3 separate regions of the Mus musculus genome follow, and all the other regions are linked to region 2. The links are chromatin contacts, called in public promoter capture Hi-C maps. All regions are on one chromosome and are shown on one strand. The core of a region is the stretch at or near the end of the contact, and the rest is flanking DNA. Distances in the headings are between cores, read along the strand shown.

The links. Promoter capture Hi-C pulls out the DNA fragments that hold promoters and counts their contacts.
Region 1: a contact with region 2 is called in a promoter capture Hi-C map of the HPC-7 cell line. The contact joins the enhancer-like site here to the promoter of Fbxo8 in region 2. A contact is called at or near these places in 15 of 39 promoter capture datasets (the 3T3-L1 cell line, 3T3-L1-derived adipocytes, the C10 cell line and 11 more), 6 of 484 Hi-C or Micro-C datasets (cerebellar granule neurons, cranial neural crest, nephron progenitors and 3 more), 14 of 115 datasets of contacts at active chromatin or transcription factors (the 230-238 cell line, astrocytes, bone marrow-derived macrophages and 11 more) and 2 of 9 other capture datasets (adipose tissue and liver).
Region 3: a promoter capture Hi-C map of embryonic stem cells shows a contact between it and region 2, with 2.2 times the contacts expected there. The contact joins the promoter of Glra3 here to the promoter of Fbxo8 in region 2. A contact is called at or near these places in 13 of 39 promoter capture datasets (the 3T3-L1 cell line, 3T3-L1-derived adipocytes, the C10 cell line and 7 more) and 1 of 115 datasets of contacts at active chromatin or transcription factors (embryonic stem cells).

Annotation. Positions count from the first base shown.
Region 1 is chr8:57,425,520-57,430,001 of GRCm38.p6, forward strand. No RefSeq gene overlaps it. Among named protein-coding and RNA genes, the nearest start is that of Gm34099, 25 kb to the left of the region's middle. Within about 2 kb of position 2,297, at least 64 of the 459 cell types and tissues checked have an H3K27ac peak or open chromatin away from gene starts, as enhancers often do. A contact at or near this core is called in the 230-238 cell line, the HPC-7 cell line, memory CD8 T cells and 2 more, where this site is marked.
Region 2 is chr8:56,548,288-56,552,770 of GRCm38.p6, forward strand. Fbxo8 (F-box protein 8) reads left to right here and starts at 2,867. Exons shown (of 6, transcript NM_015791.4): 1 at 2,867-3,089. It overlaps Cep44 (centrosomal protein 44), which reads right to left and starts at 2,279. Exons shown (of 11, transcript NM_001009951.1): 1 at 2,258-2,279.
Region 3 is chr8:55,938,860-55,943,239 of GRCm38.p6, forward strand. It overlaps Glra3 (glycine receptor, alpha 3 subunit), which reads left to right and starts at 1,559. Exons shown (of 10, transcript NM_080438.3): 1 at 1,559-2,115. The coding sequence starts at 2,045.

The DNA.
Region 1 (4,482 bases), core at 1,047-3,546, 880 kb after region 2:
CTATCATGACATGTAGGCATAGTGGCAGGAGCCTGAGACAGATGGTTACAGCCCAAGGCAAGGCACAATGGACACTGGTGACCTACACACTCCCTCCTTTTTATTCAGTCCTGGGCATGAGCCTATGGAATGGTACCCCCAGTTTGCAAGCAGATTAACCTATCTCAGTTGAAGCTCTCTGCAAACACCCTCATAGACACGGCCAAAGGTATGTCTCCTAGGTAAGTCTACATCTGGGCAAGCTAACAACCAATATTAACCACCAAGTCTGTTATATCCACACAGAGTCACACATGCACAAACTTGGGTAGGAAATGTTTGCTAAGATAGGTAAATAGCTTTACAATTACTTATTGCCTCCTCTGGTTGTTTTATTGAATATAACTTTTATTTATGAGCAATAATTTATACAATTGTGGATAGCCTTAAAGTCTATTTCTAGTCCAGCTTACAGAAATAAAATTTATATCTCCTTCCTTCCTTCCTTCCTTCCTTCCTTCCTTTCTTCCTTCCTTCTTTCTTTCTTTTCTACTTGAGTTCCAAGACCAGGTCATGTATAGAGGGGAAGCCAATTTGAGGTATCTGTTGCCAGGTAATGCCTTTCATGATCCATGCCAATTGTGACTGCCCAGTCCATACAGATCAAGAGACACCTAGAATGAACAGACTCTTGTGTAAACACAGATATGAAATGATTTGCCATCGACAATGTTTTAAAACTCAGCTCTGACCTCTACTGGCCACGTTATTAAAATACCACAGCAAGCATCCAGAAATGGTCTTTTATTTCATTCAGTCTTTTTTTTTTTTTTTTTTAAAGATTTGTGTATTATTATAGATACACTGTTGCTGTCTTCAGGCACACCAGAAGAGGGCATTAGATTTCATTACAGGTGGTTGTGAGCCACCACGTGGTTGCTGGGATTTGAACTCAGGACCTTCAGAAGGGCAGTCAGTGCTCTTACCCGTTGAGCTATCTCACCAGCCCCATTCGATCATTTTTAATTTAAAAAATTTTTCTTTTGATATCTATTCGTCTTAGGTTAGCATACATAGTTCATAACATGCATAGTTTCATTGTGATATTTTAAAATATACATGTCAGTGTACTTTGTACTTAATTACTCCCCTCCCACAATGACATGACCCATATTCCTGGCCCCTCCCTGGATGGTTCCCCTCTTTCCCCAGGTAGTGCCCCCTCGTGTATTCACTTAAATGCTTTGTATCAAAAATAAATAGATAGATAGATAGATAGATAGATAGATAGATAGATAGATAGATAAATAATTTATTATGAATACTTTTTATCTCTCACATTTTATAAATAGGGATTATAGTGGAAAAATGTTTTCTATCTTAAAATTTGCTAGGAGAAACATGCTGCAAACATTAAAAAGCTTAATGCCAAGTACAGCTGTTCTCTATCCTGTGTGTGTGGGGTCAAATATCAGATATCCTGCATATCAGAGATTTATATTATGATACATAACAGTAGCAAAATTACACTTATGAAGTAGCAATGAAAATAATTTTCTGGTTGGGGGGGTCACCACAACATGAGTAACTGTATTAAAGGGTCACCAGCATTAGCAAAGTTGAGAACCACTGTCCTACTATATTAGAGGGTAGAAAGTGCTTCATACACTTTATTTTTGGTTTCTTTGAGACGGGATGTCATGTAACCCAGGCTGTCCCTGAATTTCTGATTCCCCCACCTGCACCCCCAAGAGCTGGGACTACAAGCATGCACCACTACATTTGACTTAATATGTGATTTTTACAAAGATAAAAAGAAGGGCCATAAAGAGAATGAGGGAGTAACAATCTTAACAATGTGATCTCCCTCCCCCTGCCTCCCCCTCTCCCTCCCGTTTCTCCCTTTCCCGGTCCCCCTTCCCCCACCACTTCCCTTCTCCCCCTCTCTTCTTTTTCCCCATATCACAAATTAATTAAATAACACATTCTAGAGGCAATACCCTTTTTCTCTGGTAGTTTCTGCAGGTTTTGGAATCAGCCAGACTTGTGTTCCAACTCTGTCAGCCTTCGTCACAGAAAACAACCAAAACAAAACAAAATATCATCGACAACAGCAAAGAACATAAAACAAACAAACAAAAAGTCCCAAGTCCTCCGTAGCTTAAAAAGCAAACGTTTGTACAAAACCACATTGAGATAGCACCTCCCAGGCATCAAGATGACTCATAAAAGAAACACATAATGGGTCAGTAAGGATGTGGTGAGCTTTGCTGGTGGGAGACGAGCTGTTGTAGAAAGCACCAACATAAGAACAGAGTTACCATATGATCTGGCAATCCCATCTCTCGATGGAATCGGAAGCGGGGACTTGAAGTGAGTTCTGCATAGCTAGGCTCACAGCAATGTTGCTGAGAGTTACTCACAGGAGGAAACAACCTACATGTGAAAGCATACACAAAACACAGTAGATACACAGCACAGTATGATTCTACATCAAATATACAACAGTATGAAGGAACTTAGAGGACATTGCACTAGACAAATCAATCACAAGAAGAGAACGGCTATGTAAGTCACGGCGTGAGAACCGTTACATTGATAGAGGCCGTCGTGATGAAGACGGTGCCCCAAAGGTGCTAGAGGTGAGGAGAAACAGGAAGTTTCTGTTCAATGCATACAGAATTTCCGTGTCACAGGATGAAATGATAAGAAAATTCGGTGGCGATGGGTGCACAAGATAAATGCATTTTGCACCAAGCTGTACGCTTAAAAATTGATAAGATGATAGATTTTTATGTGTATACATTTTTACCACATTTAAAGCCTTTTAAACATTAGAAAAATAGAAGTGGCTGGAAAACATTAAAAACAAAGGTGTAGGGACTGCAGAGATGGCTCACTGGTTGCCTTTCCAGAAGATCTGGGTTCAGTTCCCAGACCCAACCCAATCAGCCAACAACCTCCAGTTCCAGGTGATCTGGTCCCTCTTTTGCCTTCCTCGGGCACTGCACGCAGATGATGCCCAGACACGCATGCAGGCAAAACACCCATACATGTAAAATAAATAAAATAAGATCTCAAGCAACAATATTTAAAAGACACAAAAAACATCTATTCATCTCATGAGCTGACCATAGATAGGTCAGCTGTGACTGATAAGCTCAACTCCTCTGTTAGGGATTAGTTCAGTGACCCATGTCATCTTCCAGGAGCTGGAGCTGAGGGAGGAGGCTTTGTGCTTTGGTAGAGACCGTCAGTGGTAAGGCAGACCTAATTGAAGTCACTCAGGCACATATTCATTCAAAGCACACCCTACTGACCAAAGAAAGCCCCATTGGTCAAGACAAAGAAGCTATTGGAAGCCCAGAAGTATGTCTTTTGCATACACAGGAAAGGGGAGCAAAGGCTGGGGAGGATGAATAATTTAGAATCAATAATTCAATAAAAATTGAATGAGTCACCCCCTGCCTTGCAATTTTCATGATCTGTGCCGATTACCAGTAGCAAATTATTTATACTGCAATTCACACATGTCAAGAGACACATAGAGTAAACAGATCCTGTGTAGATACAGGGGAAAAAGCAGTTGGCTGTCCAGGAAATGTTATTTGTCCACCTGTGAAACAGCAGTAAGGACAAGGATATTCTTCAGAAATTCACTTCGACTCAATTCTTTTGTAGGCTTAAAGAACAGTCGGGACCTGAAATTCAAGAAATATAGCGTAAGCTACTGTTCTTGAGCTATTTTACTACGACTTGAGTCCTGCATAAAATCAGACAGCTGTCTAAAACACCGCCGTGGTTCTTTCCCGTGGTAAAACATAGCCAATAGGTTAAAGTATTTATTAAAGGCATATTTCCCGCCTCTAAAGCTGCTTTTCAGTACAAACAGCAGGTGGCGCTCGACAACAACTTAAGATTGGAATTCCAAGGTTATTTTCACTTCCTGTTCCTTTATAAAGCAGAACTACAGCCTGTAATAAAAAAATAAAATAAAGTAAAAAAAAACAAACAACAGCATAAACCAAGGTGAGAACCTGAGTCTTTATGACCTTGCATCAAAAGGGAGGGCCCAAGAAGCCTGGTGAGTGACCGGAATTTCTAAAGTTTGTCTTTGAAACTTGGAAATCGCTTTCCTTCTGAGCCCAAGGTGTGAGGCTGTAAGAGCAGCGCGCTGTCGAGGGAGGGTATATCTACCTGCCATGCATGGGAGCAAGAGTGGCTGACAAGGGGAGATTCGCTCAGGAAGCTCTGATACTAACTCAGGTTGTTCACATCCTAGGGCCGAGGATGGAAGATGACTGTAGTAAGCAGATGAACGGATAATTTAGCACGCATTTAAGAGAGAGAGAGAGAGAGAGACAGAGACAGAGACAGAGACAGAGAGACAGAGAGACAGAGAGACAGAGAGACAGAGAGACAGAGAGAGACAGAGAGAGACAGAGAGAGACAGAGACAGAGAGAGAGTTAGTTGATGCTCCAGGCAAGGCCTCGGGGGTGGAG
Region 2 (4,483 bases), core at 1,617-4,116:
AAATTTAGCACAGATTTAAGTTATTATCCCCAGGGTTTGGATTTCATGTAGTTGCCAATTAGAGATGCTTATATTAAAAACCAAACCAAACTCATAGTTCACTAATATCTTGCTCAAGAAAATGACAAGAGTTCCTGGAGAAAAGAGATTCTCTGAAACTGAAGCTCCTTTAAAATGAAATCACTGAGAAAGAAAGAAAGAAAGAAAGAAAGAAAGAAAGAAAGAAAGAAAGAGAAAAAGAAAAAAAGAACAATTCAAGAATTAGATGAACTATACTTAGGGGTTTTTGTTCATGGGCTGTATTTCAGCAACGATTGACATATAATCACCCCTGCCCAGACACCTCTGCGTCTGTATAGGTCAGGAGAAGTATATAAAGCTGGCAATGTGCAGAATTCTAAGCCTGGGCCACCATCACTTCTGTGGCCATTTCTCTAGACTTGGGCACCTATTCCATGTCCGTGGCATAGCACCCCATTCGCAGTCTGCTCCTGCGGAGCGAGCTGCTGAATGTACTTTAAGTATCCTTGCACTGATGCTATGGTCAGCATGTTTGAAACACCAAATTACCTACTAAATAGTAAGATATTTAGACAATGAGGATTTTAGGGGGGGGACGGGGAAAGAAATCCTAAAATTAAATTATACAACATACTGGTCAAAACAGTAAGGCTTATTTCCCATCTTTCCAGATGCCGGGGCTAGAAAGACATACAGATATGTTAAGACAGACTTCCCAGACCAACCTTTATTGCCTAAGAAAGGTGACAGGGGAACTACTCTAGCCTCTGCTGTAACTACAAACACTGTGCCTGGGATTTAAGATTGCAGGTCTGATCTTGTTTTAGTTTCCAGACCCATCTGACAACACAATTGTTAGTTTTGTACATATCCTATCTTCCCAGGACATGCAATTTTATCCAATACTCGGTGCTACCTTTTCTTTTGCTGGTATCATAGAAGGCATTTATCTTTACATTATTTCTACTTCTGGTAATGAAATTTCGGACACTAAAGTATGCCCCAGGAACACATCCTCTTCATTACCAGCACAATAAACATTTTAAAGAAGAGTAAGATTCAAGTACAGCTTGTATCTGTAGGTGGAGGGAAAAGATATGACAGAAGAGAAAAACATAAAGGTATTTTTAAAAAAACAAGATCATAGAAGTATGTTTTCAAGAAAGGCTTTCCTAGTGTTTTTTAATTAGTAAATACTAAAATTATTACTATGAATTGAAGCTAATCAAGTACTGAAACATACTTTACACTTGACCATAATTAATCTGAGATAAAATTAAACTGTTACTTAAAAATTAGCATTTTCACTTTATATTACTTATCACAGGATATTAAATGAAGACCATATACAGATTCAATCATTAAGGTCTCACTGGTCTACCTAGCTTTCTGAAGAGTTAGGAACAAATCAAATCCACCAACCGAATTGCTGGAAGACATTGTGAGCACCGCACAAGATGGCTTTGGTGGGGAACGGAACCGATCTCAGGATCTTGGCATACCCAATGGCTCTACCACTGAGCTAGTCCCCCAGCTTTGCAGTTTAAGATACTTTGTTTCAAACCCAGCTCAATTTCGTAGCTGCTACAGGTCTTTAAAAACATGTCACAGGACTCCAAAATCATTTTGCCCAGGATAAAGTAACTAGCCTTTAATAATCACAGTGGATAGCTAGGATTTTGAAATTCCGCTTGACATATCTAAAAGACAAACTTTAAGATAAAGGGATACAAATCTGTAGAAACTAAACTTACAAAATCTCTCCGTAATAGATACTAGGAAAATGCTGTTGTAAGATCCGATGAGGGAACCGCTGTGTTCACGCATAAAACATTGTTAAAATGCTTGCAAATAATTCTGTAAAACAGTCTAGTGTAGCAGTAAGTCTAGAATACATATGTTAAAATTAGTTTTCTTTTCATACAGAGCAATCATAGGCCTCAAAGTAGATGGAGAATTCTTTTTTTTTTTTTTTTTTGGGGGGGGGGAGACACCATGAAGATGAAAACAAAGAGAACACGAAGGAAGGAGTACTTTTTCTATTCCGGACAGTCTTTTGAAGCTAGATGTATTTTTGACGGAAAGAAACTTAAAGGCATCTACAAAACAATTCAAAGAGGGCAGACTCCGATTCATTCTACTTGATGCCTTCCAAAACCATACCAGCTGGTACACAAGCAAGTCCCATCTCGAATTCCCTTTCTGCCTCTAAATTTAAAGGGATGAAAAGGTAGACCTGATCATTCGCCTACAACCCAGGAACCTCGGTGAGGACAGCAGAAGGGCCACCTTCGTCCAAGCCAGAGCACAGCAGGTCCACGAGCTCTGGCTCAGCCAGCAGCCCCTAAGCAAACTGAAAGGTTCCCAAGGCTACCGTACCAACACAGAAAGAAGAAGGGAGCACTAGAAACCCGAGAACGTGGCGGGAACCGGGTCTGCAGCCCCAGAGCCTTACGCCCGCGCCTCGGGTCGCCCCTCGTGCCGACGGTTTGTTTTTAGAACTCAGAGTTCGAGCCGAGAGTTCGAACAGCGGCTAAACATTCCGAGCCAGAGGCTGCCCCAAATGCTGGCATTCCTAGATGCAGATTCCACACTCCGTTCGCGCAGCTTCTTCAGGATACTCTACTGTCGTTAAAGTCTTATCAATTACATGTCTTTTATTGAATGTCACATTTCAAATTAGCATAATTTTGATGGCCAAAGCAGTTCAGAATGAGAAGCGGAAAAGTAAAGACTTTTTGGCGAATCTGAATGAGGAAAACGGAAATCTTTTTCCTTTAAGGAGCCGCTCCTCGACGTCACTTCCGGCAACAATAGGAAACGTCAAAACCTTGCAAGGTCCGCCACTCGGGCTTCTGCAGGCAGAGGTGCTGTGACTTCGCGGGAGTCTGGGGCGGCTTCTGGTTCCCTCGCAGCCATCGTGTTCTCCAGCGCGAACACGTGCGCTCTGGACAGGCCTCTCCATGGCTTGGGCACCAGTTCCCGGCTGAGCCATTTTCTTCTCGGCTGACAGCCCCCGCCCACAGGCCGAGTCGTCGCGGCGGCGGTGGAGATCCCAGGTCGCTCAGGTACTCGCGTCGGCACAGAGGCTTCCAATGCCTTGCTTCTTCCGCCCGCCCGGACGCTCTCACTTTTCTCCTCCGAAGTGAGGGGTAGGGATGCTTGCCACTTGATAGCCCTGGCCCAGCAAGCAACAGTTTAGGACCAATGGGTACTGTGAGACATTTTGAGTGACAGCAGCGGTGGCTTATTAAAATGGTGTATCAGAATCGAGAGGCGGGTGTGAGTCTCTTCTGTTTCTAGGCCATTGGTATAGAGGTCGATTTGGGACTCGCGGTAGCGACGTGGTGTCGTCCCTCTTGAAAGATGACAAACGGTGGAGGTTACTTTCTTCAGTTTCACGTATTGCTTTTGTGGTGGTTACAGCGTCGTTCGATGCCAAGGCACGCTTCATTTCTTACGGCGTCCCCTTAATACGAATTCAAACATATCCAGTTTAAGACCTCCGCTGATTGCTAGTTGCTACAGTCTCCAAACAGACTGTAAAATTGGTTCAACACTTTCCTTTTCGTTTTGTTTTTCTGTGGCTACGCTCCACTTTCCACATCGTATTACTCAGTACACATTGTCTAGACAAAAACCATAGAAGTTTGCAATTCTTACTCGATATATTTCTGGTTTATTTTTCGTTCTGTATTTACTAATTAATAATTGTGACTACTTAATTTATAAATGAGACATTTATTTGTAAAGACCCCCACCCCGCGCGCGCGCCATATTCTCTTCATTACCCTCAATACTGCAATTGAATACAAACTGTTGTTCATGTCAGTGTTTGCACTCCGTTTTTGTTTGTATTTTGAGACAAGGTCTCCTGTGTACTCCAGGCTGGCTCAGAATTCACTGTGTAGCCCCGACTGTCCCTAGCTAGCAATCCTTTTTCTTGGCCTTCCAAAGGCTTGGAAGTATGGTTTTGCAACAGGTCACTAAGTACTCTTCTCTTTGCTTTGGTTCTTTGGACTTTGGCACTTTCACTCCGACGAGAAGAGCTTCCGGCTACCTTTGTGAAAGGTTTTTGTTGTTGTTGTTGTTGTTTTTGTTTTTGTTTTGTTTTTACAATGTAGAGCAGGTCTCAGAATGAACAATAAATAAATTTATTATTTTCAGGTTAATTCAGAAACTTCTTGCTTATACAGTTTTTCTAAATTAACAATTACCTAAGTATCGTCATTAGTTTCATATTGCTGGTTTATGATTATCCCCAAATTTAATGCAGCTTAAAACAACAAACATGTACTATCTTGGTTTCTTTGAGTCAAGTATCAGGGCAACGTTCAACAGAGTAGTTCAGCTTGTTTCTTGAGGTCGTAGTTAGGCTGTGTTTGGGACTTGTGATACTATTGAGAGACTGCACTGAGATGGACTAAGGGTGCACTTCCAAGTGCATGCACATAGTTGCCAG
Region 3 (4,380 bases), core at 309-2,808, 610 kb before region 2:
CTCTATGAGGGTGCTCTCCCACTCACACACCCACCGACTCCTCACCACCCTATAATGCCCCTACCCTGGGTCATTGAGCCTCTACTGAACCAAGGTGCTCCCCTCCCAGGGATGCCCAAAAAGGCAATGCGCTGTAATTTTTAATCAGTGAATAAGTAACTGAGAAGCATCTGTGTAGTGTAAGTTTTCAACAGGTTCTTCAAAGAGGATATCTTCTCAGAGGCAGTGAGATGTCGCAGCAGGTAAATGTATTTGCTGCCAGGCGAGAGACCTAAGTGTGATCCCTCCAACTCGCAATGTGAAATGACAGAATTGCCTGTCCACACGTTATCTTATAACCTTCAAACATGACATACATTAGTCCATGCAATCATCCATGTGTGCATTCATACATGTACACACAAATGTAATATAGATACAAAAAAAAAGCATTATGAACCTTCTAGGAGGTATAAAACTGATGTGTTTCTTATGAGTCTTCTGTAAGTTGATGATTTAAATCAGAAAAGAGTCACATAAAACATGTCTTCTACAAATATAGAAACGAATTCAGAAAACTTATTTTTCACTGAATGAAATTAATGTGATCTACTAAATAGAAGACATAAATAAGAGTATTCACTGTAACTTATTTCAGCAGGTTGGTAAGGGATGCCTTGTATACTTCCAGCTAAATCTAGTTTTCCATTAAATTACAATTTTAACTCAACTAGGAAAAAGATTGTGGGACACGTTAAGAATGTATTCTTAATATGTAGCTTAGTTGTTGAAAAAAGTTAAAGAGTTGAAAGGAGCATTTTCAGAATAAATTCGTAATGGACTTTTTTAAAAAGTCAAAAGAAATGAACATTTTGATACTGGCCAACTGGAAATAAAGATTTTCTATTTTCTATTTTAGGTCACACACACACACACACACACACACACACACACACACACACACACACACAGAGTGGAGATGAGAGACTGAGCTCTGAAAAGATGAAAGAAGAAATATACCAGTTAGTACTACGTGCTAGTTCTTCCATTTAAAACATCCGAGCCAATCATTTAAAAACTGAGGGGGTGGGGGGAGTCTAAGTGATGTCTCTCCAGTCTCAGGAGACTTCTTCCCTTAGTCTTTTTGGAAGCCTCATTAGCACCAAAGTCAATTAACTGCCTGCAAGCTGGCTCTGAGCATGAGATGCTTGTAGAAGCAACTTGTTTGGCTGGGCATGTGCATTGCATTCCCAGCTCTATGAGACAGTAGTCATCTCTGAAAAGATATGTCTTTACTAAATTGTGCTTTTTTTTCTGAAAGGGAAGGAGCCTCCCCGTGTAGTTCTGCCCTCTAATTCTGCAAACCACTGAATCTCCCCTTTTCAGCTCCAAGGATTCCTTCCCCACTCTCTCTAGGAGCCTAGTGGGCTCTGCACCAATTCTGAAACACAGCCCCTCCTTTTTAGGGGCTGAAAGGCTGAGCATTCCCTTGCTTGGTAAGAGGCCTGTCACTCTGTCCTGCTGTGCAGCTGTGATTGGCGGGAAGGACAAGTCCTCTGGCCCCGCCCCCGCCTGTCTTTGCCGCGCTCCGCTCCGTGGGATTTATGCAAAGGTGGAGAGTGAGATTCTGGCTCTTGGACCTAGTGGAGCAGCATTCCCAATTTTGACTGCTGCTGTTCTTCTTCGAACCCTGCCTGGGTCAGAGCCAAGAAAAGGCGAGTCCTTTTCTGCTGATAGAGCTTTGGGGGAACTGTTGCTCAGGACCTCTGCACTCCTGACGCGTCGTCACAGTCTCACGCTTTTCTGTAGCTTCACTGTGAAATCACTCGCATATCTGTAGCCCTGTGAATCTTTCTGCTCAGTGCACAGAGCAGGGGTCCAGGAAAACATCAAGTGCTTGAAAGAGGGATTCAGTCCTGCGGGAGCTGTCTGAGGTGCTGAAGCTCCTCAAGCGTTTATCTCCAGCAGCCCCAAGGGGTTACATGTCACATTTTCACTTCTGTCTTTCTGGTCCCCCATGCCTTGGATAAGACTGCTTTCAGGATCGTGGATCTCTTTCCGTATCATGGCCCACGTGAGACACTTTCGGACACTAGTTTCTGGATTTTACTTCTGGGAAGCCGCACTGTTACTGAGGTAAGTCCGCATGCATTAACAATCTCATTAAGAGAGCTCAATAAACCAATGTGTTAATCTGCAACCACTTGTTAATGAGGAAGCTGAGAAACCTAGGACTGTGTTCTGACTTACTGAAACAATACTTTATATCGTAATTATCTGTTTCAAAGAGCCTAGTAATCTATCTATTGAGACATCTGGAGATATATAATTTCCTGTTGTTTTTCACCGAGGGTGTGTGTTTGAGTAGTTGGGCTCTTCCCACGTTACTCTTTCAAACCTAATGACTTAAAGAAAACAGATATTTTGCTTCTCACATATTTCTCATTAGAGTTTTCTTGGTAATGATGAATTATAATTTCTGGGCGTTAATTTCTTAAAACACAAAACAAAACAAAATTAGAAACAGGGCCATCATGAAAATAGAAATAATATTGTAGAACATAAACAATTTTTGATTAGAGAAATGTCATTTTCATATATGAACTGATTAGGTAAAAGAATAGAAACTTTAAGGTACGAGTTTGCAATGACCTAATTCAGCAATGCATGAAGGCAAAATAATTAATAAATCATCAGAAATGTTCTGTGCCTACAGTTGTCTTTTGGAAGAAAGCAGTATAAGAAGACTATTAACTTGTAAAATTGTCATGCCATGACAGTTTTTCCTATGTCTCAATGCTATTTGGAAGTCTTTCTACCTTTCTTCACAGTTATGTAGAAGATACTAGGGGAAGCTAGGTGAAAGTTAAGATAATTAAAACTCCATTGTTCAGTAAACACTGTACGAAAGCAAAAAAAAAAAATGTTCCTATAGATATTTAAACTAGCAACATAAGTTTTTCATTAGTATTATCACATAATTACTGTGGGATATTCACTTTATGGCTGACAACCTTTTCAAGAGTGCAAAGTTAAATAACTAGAACACTGAATCAGTTAAGCATATACTGGTTTCCATGTGATGTAAGTATTTCTCCTTGTGTTAGTAATTCCAGTTTTAATCTTTTGGCTGTCTTAAAAGTGTGAATCACATATTGTTCTGGCATGCCTATTTGTAATAGGAAATGGTTGAGTAGAAAATTACATTTCCTAAAAATGCTAAACTTCCTTTTAAATTGAAGTCTTAAAACAGCTCAGATCACAGTATTCTCAGTGAAAAGTGTATTAATATGATTTTACGGTCTTTGTAACTTTCAATTGACAGAGCTCATATATCTATGTAGCAAATCAAAAGCATGTAGAGGTCTCATGCATGAGTATGTTACAGAAAGTGGCACAAAATTCAGGTGAAAATACACTAGTCATTTTGACATGCATGCTACTTTATGTATAATCGTTTACAATGTTTAATATCAATGGTGGTAATATATATTTTAACAGCAGATATGTCTGTTTAGTTTATATTTAAGGTCAATTATTAAAATATATTAGTCAATGAGGTGAAATTTTATATAATGACAATTCATCACAATATTTTTATAGTAACTAGATATGGAATTTTCATTATTGGATGTGTTGATTTGTGATATTTTTAGTGAAATTCTCCAAAAGCAATACATAATTACAATTTATCTTTAATATCATTAATTAATGATTAAAAATTTTAAACAATAATTCAATCATAAATTCTTAGAAAAGGACTTCCCCAATGAGATTTTTATTTATATTTATATTCTTTATCATTTTTTCTGTCAAAAGCCAGAGAAGATTTTATCACTGTTCTGTGAAAATTTTAGTAGCATTTCGAAAATAAATATTTTTACTCCAGGTGATGGTCACTAAAAGAAGTATTCCATAGGAATGGTTACTGAAAATGATGTATAAAACATCTTCATGGAAATTATTCTTTGTTAACTAAATCTACCTATGATGAATTAATAGAAAAGAAGACGTGAAGATAGTGCTTTCAAAGACTTTCTTCATTCCTTTAAGCTATAGTCAGCTTACAGTCTTATTGAACAACAGAAATCATACTTTAACATTAAAATACTTTAGCAAACTCTTTCCAGAACAAGGTAGAGGCAGCAGGAGCTAACAATCACCAAAATCATTCATAATGCTCTAGTTCAAATAACTAACTGGTTTTTAAAAGATTTTAAAAGTTCTGTTGAAAGATCATAGATAATTCTAAATCAATATATACATAATATTTAGCTAAAGTTTCCCAAAAGTGAACAGACACAGGTGAAGAGATCAAAGAGCTAGATTAGGAGTAAAAATCAAATACTAGGTAGGTTTTCAGACCAACCACCACCTCCATGTCCTTTCAAAGGCATCACA